2 separate regions of the Mus musculus genome follow, and region 1 is linked to region 2. The links are chromatin contacts, called in public Micro-C maps. All regions are on one chromosome and are shown on one strand. The core of a region is the stretch at or near the end of the contact, and the rest is flanking DNA. Distances in the headings are between cores, read along the strand shown. Region 1 has its middle 4.9 kb from the start of Gm32335. Region 2 overlaps Zbtb16 (zinc finger and BTB domain containing 16).

Region 1 (4,884 bases), core at 2,317-4,816, 180 kb before region 2:
TACCCCAGGCTTGGCTCAGGAAGGACAGGAACACATGGCTGTCTGAGCAGGACTTTCAGGGATCTACTCCTTTAGGTATCAGGACAACATATACAATGTCCACACCATGGCTACAATGCTGCCCCCCTCTCCCCATGCTCACTAATCCTGCCCCCACCCCGTTCCCACTCCACCTTGGCCTAATGCACTTGCCTTGTGGTCAGTCCTTGTGAACTGCAGTTCTCTCCCCCCACCCCCCAGAAGCCACATCTGTGGTGATGGTTTTGAATATTAATTGACTGATTAGAACATCCATGAGTGTGGAGATTTGGCATGTTGCAGATCCGGAGCTAAAATTACCATGACTATCTTTAGTGCCCATTAATAGCCATTGATCACCCATGTCTGTATCTAGCCTGACATCCTTTTGATTATCAGTTAAAATGTCTGGAGGAGAACTTTAACCTAACATACCCTGAGTGAGGGTTGGGACTGAAAAATGCCCTTAAGGTCCCTCAATTCAGGTCCTCCCGTGTAGGGTTAATGGGTTCTACTTCTGCTCTACCACAGGGTACAGCCACTTAAGGAGGCTCAGGAAGTTGACAGGGTTTACTCCACAAAGTCGCAGAGTGGGTGTTGGGCTGTAGGGAAGTCGGAGACACTTTTCTGGGAGTGGAGCCCAGTCTGAGGTCCTGGGGACAGCCAGAGATGGCTGGCTGGTTCTCAGGCTCTTGGACACCCAGGTGTCGTTGGGACCTGTAGAAGAGCTGAGAATGGAGTGGGGGCCCATGGCTTGGATCTAGCCAGGGGCTGAGGAGGAAAAGAGGGGGGCTCCAGCTGGTCCTACAGGGAGAAAGTCCTTGGCTTGGTGGTGGTGGACTTGAGCTTGGTGGCCGTGGCTTGGGGGCACAGAGATGCCTTCTACAGGAGATTAGACAGCAGCTCTATAGGCAAAGGCCTTCTCCATGGCTCCCCACAACAGATCCTGATGAAAAGAGGCAGTCCATGGTTTTAAGATATTTATTGTCATGTTGGAAAGTGGATGAGTAAAACCATACCCCACTTCTCAGATTGGGGCTGAGGTTAAATACCGTTTGCAGGGAGGAGTGTCTGGGAAGGAAAGCTTCTTGGCTAAGCCTCTGGGTCTCATTAAAATAGAGATCTGTCTTGGGGCTATGCGACCACAGGTCATGTCCTCTACCTGTGGAGGGGCTTGGAGCATTGCTTTTAGGTGACTGAAAGCCACAGATCTATGAAGGACTGTGGCCAGTGACAGCAGCCTGGTGGCGGGAATCAGGAGAAATGTCTACCATCTCTTTAGGGTCACTGGGGTTTCTAGCCTTAGCTCAACCAGGAACCAGGCTGCCTTTTACCATCCTACAGTCGGGTATAGATGAAAGTGCTTTAACTATTGAGCCCCCTTTCTAGCCCCAACACACTGTCTAGGTTTTCCCTTTGTGTGTGTGTGTGTGTGTGTGTGTGTCTGTGTGTGTGTCTGTGTGTGTCTGTGTGTGTGTGTGTGTGTGTGTATGTGTGTCTGTGTGTGTGTGTGTCTGTGTGTGTGTGTGTGTGTCTGTGTGTGTGTGTGTGTGTGTCTGTGTGTGTGTGTGTGTGTGTGTGTGCCACACACGTGTGTGTATGCAGAGGCCAAGGATCAACAATGGGTATCTTCCTTAGGCTCTCCTTGCACTTGGATCTCACTGATTTGGCTAGGCTACTGGCCAGCAGGGCCCAAGGATTGTCCCCCCCTCCCCCCACTCCCCACCCTGTCTCTGCCTTCCTCCAGCCTTAGGATTACAGGTACATCCCCCTGCCCCCACCAGCATTTTGTGAGTGCCAGGATCTGAACTCAGGTCCTTATACTTGCAAACACTTTACAGACTGTGACGTCTTCCCGGCCTCTCTCACACAAACCACCACGGCTCACACTGATCACCTAGAATCTGCTTATCTTGAGAAGTCTCTGCTCAGGAATGTCCTTCTGCCTCACAGTGCGCGTCACACTCACAGGCCTTAGAGGTCAGGAGCAGACACCCTAACCAGGGGCATAATTCCTACCCTGAGATCTTGGCCAATCTCCCATGTGCCTCCATCTTCCAGTCTGTGAAAATCAACATAACAAAGCACCTACCTTACTAGTCTGCTGTGAGGGTTTAGCAGATGATTAAATTTCATTCATTGGCTATTCTTGCTTTTTTTGTAAATCTAGCTGTCTCTAACCCAGGAAAGTTGTGAAGTGGGGCATCCTAGACACACTGAGTTAATACTGAAAGAGAAATCATGCTTTGTATCAGGCAACATGTGCGATATGTTCACTTTATAAATACAATTCAGCTCTAGAACCTCAAAGAAGGGGCCAAGAAAGCAGACAGGAGGCCAGGATACAACCATGGCAAGCAACAGGACCAGGCCCATTTTTCCCATTTCCTCCCAACCCCAGGACAGCCCATCCTCTTGAGTGGAGCTTTAAGATGGTGCCAGGGCTTCCAGAGCTAGACATTCCAGAATGGGGCTTAGAACTGAGGGCCCTGCAGGCCTCTGAGATACCAGGAACCACCTAGTCCAGCTTCTCTGTCCAGAACAGTGGGTGCAAGAGATGGTACGGTGGCTTCAACAAGATCACCCAGCCCAGAACCAGGGAATGGAATGGTGCCTTTCCCTCCTGATATTTCCATAGGGGTTCAGGCTCCATGTGTCCCCCACCCTTTCCTCTTGATTGATGTGTTCATGCCCCTTCCTTTGCTCCTAAGACCTACTCTCGGTGATGAACTTCAAACCCACCAGCCACCAGGCTTACAATTCTCCCAGGAGTCACTGCACTGTGCTATAGCGGGGTCTGTATCTGCCCAAATCGTGAGCTCACACTGCATGGGTGACACTGTTTACCCAGAGAGGTCTGCAGAGCAGAGCACTCTGCCTAGCACAGGATGGTGGCTCAATAATTGTTCAGTTAACAAAGGAAGTGGTGGGGTGGTTCCTACTGGAGCTCTTTTCTTTCTTTCTCTCTTTCTTTCTTTCTTTCTTTCTTTCTTTCTTTCTTTCTTTCTTTCTTTCTTTGTCTCTCTTTTTCTCTTTCTTTCTTTGTCTCTCTCTCTTTCTTTCTTTCCCTCCCTCCCTCCCTCCCTCCCTCCCTCCCTCCCTCCCTCTCTCTCTCTCTCTCTCTCTTTCTTTCTTTCTTTCTTTCTTTCGGTTTTCCAGACAGGGTTTCTCTGTGTAGCCCTGGATGTCCTAGAACTCACTTTGTAGACCATGCTGGCCTCGAACTCAGAAATCTGCCTGCTTCTGCCTCCTGAGTGCTGGGATTAAAGGCATGCACTACCACCACCCAGCTTGGAGCTCTTTTCTTATGATGACCATAAAGCCAGTGCTTTCCTGTCCTGGAAAAAAGTCACTGTGCATGCAGCAAGCCATTAAGTGGGGTCATCTGGGGCAAGTGAAGTACACCTGCTGCCTTGGGCTCTCTTCAGCCCTTTTATCAGCTATAGCCCCAGAGGCAAGAGAGTCTTTGGGTTCTCCACCTGTCTCTCCTCCCCTAGTCAAAAGAAGTCAGGCTGGTGGCTGGGGAAAGGAATGTCCTGCTTTGCCCAATGAATGGTCATGTCTTTCCTCCTGACATAGCCTGAGGAGTTAGAAGGCTTTCCTATGTGTGTGTGGGGTGGGGTGGGGTTGGAGGAGGTCATAGGTCAAATGACTCAGCAGAACTCATAGGAGACTGGCAACTCCTAGACCTTAGGAAGGAGGGACTGACTCTAGAACAGTCCCTGTTGAGCTGCTTGGGGGCGACCATTCACAGAACGGGCAAGCCTCCTCTATCTTCTCTGAGAGGTGATCTCCAAGGTGGATTGGGGTATGATAGGTGTGGTTTGAAGTGGGCACTGCCAGCTGAGAGAATCTCGCTGGGGAGCTGATAGTTGACCCAGAAGGGTTGAGCGACAAGAACACCTTCAATAAACTGTTGTCTTACTATGTGGGACATGATGGCACACGCCTTCAACATCCGCACTTGGGGGGCAGAGGCAGGCAGATTCCTACAAGTTAAGGCCAGTCTGTCTATATAGTGAGTCCTAGGACAACCAGAGTTACATAGTGAGACATTGTTTGTATTGTTCTTAAAACTATTCTTACAACAATATTCTTACTACCTTTGCACACAAGGAATCTGTAAGCTCCCCAGAAAATAAATTTGTTTTTCTGAGCCTCCTAACAGATCCTTGGGGCTTCCCAGATTAAGAGTGGAACAAAAATCACCCTGTATCCAGGAAGAGACAAGTAGCCCCCTCCCACCGGACCTCTGGTCCTGGATGTCAGAAATGGTAAGACGTGAAGATCTGCTGAGGTGTGTGCTATGCTGGGACTCAGGCTCTGCGTCACTGTCCTGGCATCTAATGCTCCAGCTTTACAGGTGGCTGTGTTGGCTCAGACAGGCTGTCCACCGCAGGGCAGAAGGTGCACTTCCCTGGAAATCCTGACACAAAGCCTTACAAAATCTGCATATGAAAAAAACCCCATCAGATGGCTTAGCAGGGATCCTTGCTCTACAAGGCTGATAACCTGAGTTCTATGTACTCACCCGAGTGCCAGCGGGCATGTGTGTGTGTGTGTGTGTGTGTGTGTGTGTGTGTGTGTGTGTGTATACAAGGGTACATCCCAAGTGCTAAAGATAAATCCGATGGCCACAGGCATGGAGGCACTCTATAGTGTGTGAATGTCACCTGGGCTCCTTACCATACTTAAACACATCCCTGTGTGGCACTGAATATGCTAATAGGTACGTGATATGTGAAGTTATATGTAGCACTGCGTGTAATGGATAGAGCATGGGCAGAAAATCCTGCACTACGCAAATGAACCTCAAAGCTCGGATCCCTTGTACAGTTGCTGAATTCTTGGCTCCAACTAACTTCC
Region 2 (4,942 bases), core at 113-2,612:
AAAGATCAAACTAGAATTAGGTCGGACTTGTATGACATTTCATTTTCAGCTCAAGCTTCTGCTCTTCTCCCAACCCCCACCCCTGACTCCAAAATACAGACTTTCTTTGACTGGCCTAGAAAACAAAATGTTTAGTTTCTATATTGCCATGTGACAGGGGAAGCCACTTAAACAAACTCAAGTGCTTAGATGCTACTTTTCATGGACCTAAAACTGGCTTCAAGCAGGTCTCTCAAGCCAGAAGCCGTGGACACACCCGGCAGTGGAGGCTTTGCTGTGGACTCTGCCTTTCCCTTTCAACAGGGAGTGGGCGTTGATGGACACTCACTCAAAGGACCCTTCCTGCTTTAGGGGAAAAGCAGACTAGAAGGTTCTATCACTTTTCTCATTGTTATGTCCAAAAGAATCCCTAACAAGAAGGACCTTCATGGCAGGGTTCTGACTCACAGTTTGAGGGCTGACAGTCCTTGGCGGTGGAGAAAGCATGGCAGCAGGTAGCTCTCTGGGAACAGGAGTGTGCAGCTAGGACTCCTTACTTCCTGACACCTTAGTAAAATAGGAAGCAGAAATACGGGAAAGAGGTATTCACCTGTTTTTCACCCTTCCCTTCTGGCTTTTCCAGTTTGAAACTCCAGCCCAGAGAGTGTCACTACCCACTTTCAGGGTGGATCTTCCTTCTTGAGTTGGTCTTCTTGAGAAATGCCATCAAAGACATACCCAGAGGTATCTCAAGTTATCTCAAGGCCACTCAAGTTGACCATTGAGATTAACCATCCCAGAAGAACACACATAACCAGCAGCTGATTGGCTCCTGGGATAAGGCAAACTGTGTTTCCAGCTCTGATGTTGGCATCCTGCCTTTCCTGGCCCGTGTCTCACCTTTGATATGTCAGTGACACTTAAAAAAAAAAAAAGATTGAGGCGTGCCCTTGACTCTGATCTTCAGGTGGCAAAGAGAGCCCTTGTTTGAAGGGCTCCTCATGGAGGCTGGCTGTGGGAAGAATGCAGGAAGGTAGCAGGTAAAGCCGGAGGTTTAAAGGGGAAACACTACCATGCCTCCTCGGGATCCCTGCCAGCCAGCCTTGCCCTAGACCTAGCTTTAGAAGGGCATGCTGGACACCTAGAAGCCATGTCAGGCGGATGGGATCCAGGCCTCAAGCACTGTCTCCGCCTCCCAAAGCCCAACCCCAGAGCAGACAGGAGAGAGAAGAGGAGGTAGATGATCAGAAATAACCTTGATCTCCCTGATACTTTACATGAAACAAAAAAAAAAAAAAAAAAAAGAGGAAGGACCAAGCCTCAGGCTCCTGCCCAAAGTGTAAGGTACGGGGGAGGGTAGGACAGTGTGAGTCATCAGCCGGACAGACAGACTCCGTGCTGGTTGGCAGGTTCTCACCCTTGAAAGCATAATAGCGTTTGACTTTTATAAATATCAGAGGTGATTCGTATAGCGTTTCACATGGTGTGCCAAGGAATTTAACACGAGGAAGCTCAAATCCCAGAATGGCCACAGAACGTCATAGGCACTTGGGGAGGGGGGGGGCGGGGTCATGTGCTGCCGCTTGTACAGTCAGTGCCCAGCATAGATTTACTCTTGACCTAATTTCATGCTGTTACTATAAAGGCATGCTTGATGCCTAATATAGAGTTTTATTTTCCAAGCACAGATCTCTCGGCTCTGCGGAAGCTGCCTGCTGTAGATCGGGGAGGGGCCACCCAGCTGTCACTTGCTGGTCTATACAAACTGCCTGCTCCCCTGCCAGTCCCCAGGGTCCCTCCAGCCAACTTCTGGAGGTTTCCCTCCATGGTGATTTTTTTTTAAGCTGGCATTAATGGTCATCTTTAGAGCAGTTTTCGGCTTGAAGCAAAATGTCCTAAAAGGAATAGAGACTTCTGAGAGTGCCCGTGTCCCCTCGCATGCAGAGCCTCCACTGCTGTTGGTGTCCTACAGCGCCACGGCTCATTTGTTAACCCTGTGGACCCGAAAGGACTGAGCATGCCAGTCTGAGGCCCACAGCTGACATGCAGCTCAGTCTTGGTGAGCATAGAGCAGCGTATAATGACACAGGTCCACCATACGGATCAGTTTCGCTACCTGAAAGTGCTTTTGTTCCCTCCCCCCCCCCGCCCTCCCGCTTCATCTCCCCAATACCTTTAAAGAGTTATTTTGGATTATGTGCGTGTGGGTATTCTGGGGGATCTGACACGTATTCTGGCTTCCTCAGACACCTGTACTTATATGTAAAAGGCAAACGTGGGTCCTGGGACCTGAGCTTGGGTCTGCTGCGGAAGCAGCACATGTTCTTAACTGCTTTGACAATTCTCTAGCCCCACACCCAATACCGTTGCCCCCGTTTTTGATTGTAAAAGATTGTATATGTGACTCTGGAGGGGGAACCTGCCTACGGCCTTGTGCATGCTAAGCAAGCGCTCTATCACTGAACTATACCCCCCAACCCTGGCGCTGGGGGCTAAAACTGATAGGCTTGTGAAGCAATTACTTCTACCTGACAACCTCAGTATTTCTTTTTTTCTCCTTCCCTTTTCTCCCCCTCCCTTGGTTCCCTCTCTCATTAAGCCCACACTGGTCTCAAACTCTCTATGTTAGCTGAGGCTGGCCTTCAACTTCTGATACCTCCTGCCTGCACCTCCCAAGTACTAACATTGCCGGTATACAGCTCCATTCCCACACTAGTCACATGAAGAGGTTACTGCCTTGGGCAGTGTTTGGGCAAATCACTGGTCTTTGATGGTCTGGAGATGGGTAAAAAGATGCCACCCAAGACAGGCTAGAGACGACTCATCACCTTGAACATCCACATCATAGCAGACATTCTGTTGGGACCCTGAGGTAGGGGAGGAGTTGTGGGCAGGACCCACACGGGCCTCATTGCTCTGCATCTCCTACCATGGCAAGAATGATGTTGGACACTGCTGTTGACAGAGGAGGAGACAGTGTGGTACTTGAAAGGGTCAATATCACAGGAAAAAGGAGAACAAGGCTTTTTTTTTTAATCATCCCATTTCCACCACAAATGTGCTTTATGACACAGAAAAAAAAAAGCTTCATTTTTTTTTCTAACTCTCACATGTATAGGGTGGGAACTGGACAAGAAAAATTGCTGTTTAGGGACTGTGTGATCCAGGGAAGAATCTAAGATCTGATCTTGTATTGACATTGTTGTGAATTCTTCTCAGCTAGTCTTCATATTCAGCAACTTTGTTTAGAAATACGGAGGCGGCAGTGAGGGGCGTAGCCCAGTTTGTAGAGTTTCTGGCATGCACAAAGCCTCCCTCCGGTCCAGTTCCCAACATTGCATAAATTGTGCATAGTAGTGCATGCCTATAGTCCCAGCACTCAGCTAGTGGAAGCAGAAAGATCAGAAGTTCAAGGTCACCTTCTGTGATATGGTGTTTGGGACTAGCCTGGGCTACATGGGCATATCCATATATACTTATATACATATTATATACATATTTAGGGATGCAAGTATCTGAGGAAGCCAGACTATGTGTCAGATCCCCTGGAACTAAAATTCAAGGCAGATGTGGCTGCTGGGAACTGAACTTGTCTCTTTCAAGTACCACACTGCCTCCCCCTCTGCTAACAATACTGTCGAACATCATTCTTGCCATGGTAGGAGGTGAAAGACAATGAGGCCCATGTGGGTCCTGTCCTCTGTTCTTCCCCCTACCCCAGAGCCCCAACAGAATGCCTGGCAGGAAGTGGATGTTCAAGATGATGAGTCAGGAAGCTTGAGTCTTCTCTAATCTGTCTTGCGTCAAGTGTTTTTACATACATACATACATACATACATACATACATACATACATACATACATACGCACGTGTGCGCACACACACACCTGTTGTAAACAATACAACAGTATCTGGAAAATGGTCAGGACTCCTAGGGAACAGCGTGTGTCTTAGTGGTGGTGACTGCTTTTACTCTGGATACGCAGCTTCTTTTCCTCAACTGTAGATGGTGTTTCTTTTGCTTTCTTTATTCAAAGCTCTATAGCTTTGCATTCAGTGCATACTGTTTCCGCTCTAGGAGCCAAAGGGGAAGAGAAGTGTTTGCCCCTCTGTGAGGTCTTAGGTTGCCTTCAGCTAGTGTGCATGACGGTGGGGGTGGGGGTGAGGGTGGGTGGGCAGTCATAGGTCCTGAGAAGTTTAAATGATGTGACTGATCATATGGTAGAACTACATGCAGGTGGCACCCCAACAGTGGACAAAATTGTACTGGAGACTTCCCATGTCTTTCTTGCCCAGAGTTTCCATTCAGATTGGCCCACCATCAGCGTCCCTGTGGCCAGCCTTATTCTCCCTACAGGTCTCCTCTGTCTCTCCCCCATTCCTCTCTCTGCTCTCTCTCTCTTTCCTTCCCAGCACCCTCCCCTCTCTCCAGGGCTGACCCTGCTGCCTGCTGACAGAAAGGAGTTAGTAAAAACCTATGTGTAACTGAAATCTGAAAAGCCATAAATCGCCTTGTTTTTTCTAGAATGTTGGTAGCATTTTGATTTAATAGTTGGACAAACACAAGGGCCTATTTTATTCAGAGTTTACAGGCCTCAAGGCTGTTATTCCTCCAAATTTAATAGCATCGAAATTGCAGGGTTCGCTATAATTTGCCTATCGCTTGCTGCTCCGCCATTGATGTTTATTGTCAGCGAGATGGAATCTCAATCCGACTCACTTAGATAACATGTCTGTTAAACATTTAGATAATTGTACAATCATTAACTTGTCACATTATTTTAGAGATTCAAAACAGAGGCAGGGTAAGTAGAGGTACCCAAGGGGGGTGGAGGTGGGTGGTGGAGGAGGAGGGGGGAACCTCTTTGGAGTTAGATAACTGGAGATGAGAGAATTGATTACAAGAGCTGCTGCATCATCCAAGATGTCTGAGTTATGGAGGTGTGTGCTGCAGAGATAGGAC

Evidence for each region. Hi-C and Micro-C count contacts between places; a contact is called where the count stands out from the background.
Region 1: a Micro-C map of trophoblast stem cells shows a contact between it and region 2, with 2.4 times the contacts expected there. The contact joins two enhancer-like sites. A contact is called at or near these places in 3 of 484 Hi-C or Micro-C datasets (the N1E-115 cell line, embryonic fibroblasts and trophoblast stem cells), 5 of 115 datasets of contacts at active chromatin or transcription factors (differentiating embryonic stem cells, embryonic basal ganglia, embryonic stem cells and 2 more) and 1 of 9 other capture datasets (embryonic stem cells).

The regions. Positions count from the first base shown.
Region 1 is chr9:48,888,868-48,893,751 of GRCm38.p6, reverse strand. No RefSeq gene overlaps it. Among named protein-coding and RNA genes, the nearest start is that of Gm32335, 4.9 kb to the left of the region's middle. Within about 2 kb of position 3,566, at least 5 of the 459 cell types and tissues checked have an H3K27ac peak or open chromatin away from gene starts, as enhancers often do. A contact at or near this core is called in trophoblast stem cells, where this site is marked.
Region 2 is chr9:48,704,066-48,709,007 of GRCm38.p6, reverse strand. All of the region lies in intron 4 of Zbtb16 (zinc finger and BTB domain containing 16), which reads left to right. Among named protein-coding and RNA genes, the nearest start is that of Gm32280, 36 kb to the right of the region's middle. Within about 2 kb of position 1,362, at least 57 of the 459 cell types and tissues checked have an H3K27ac peak or open chromatin away from gene starts, as enhancers often do. A contact at or near this core is called in trophoblast stem cells, where this site is marked.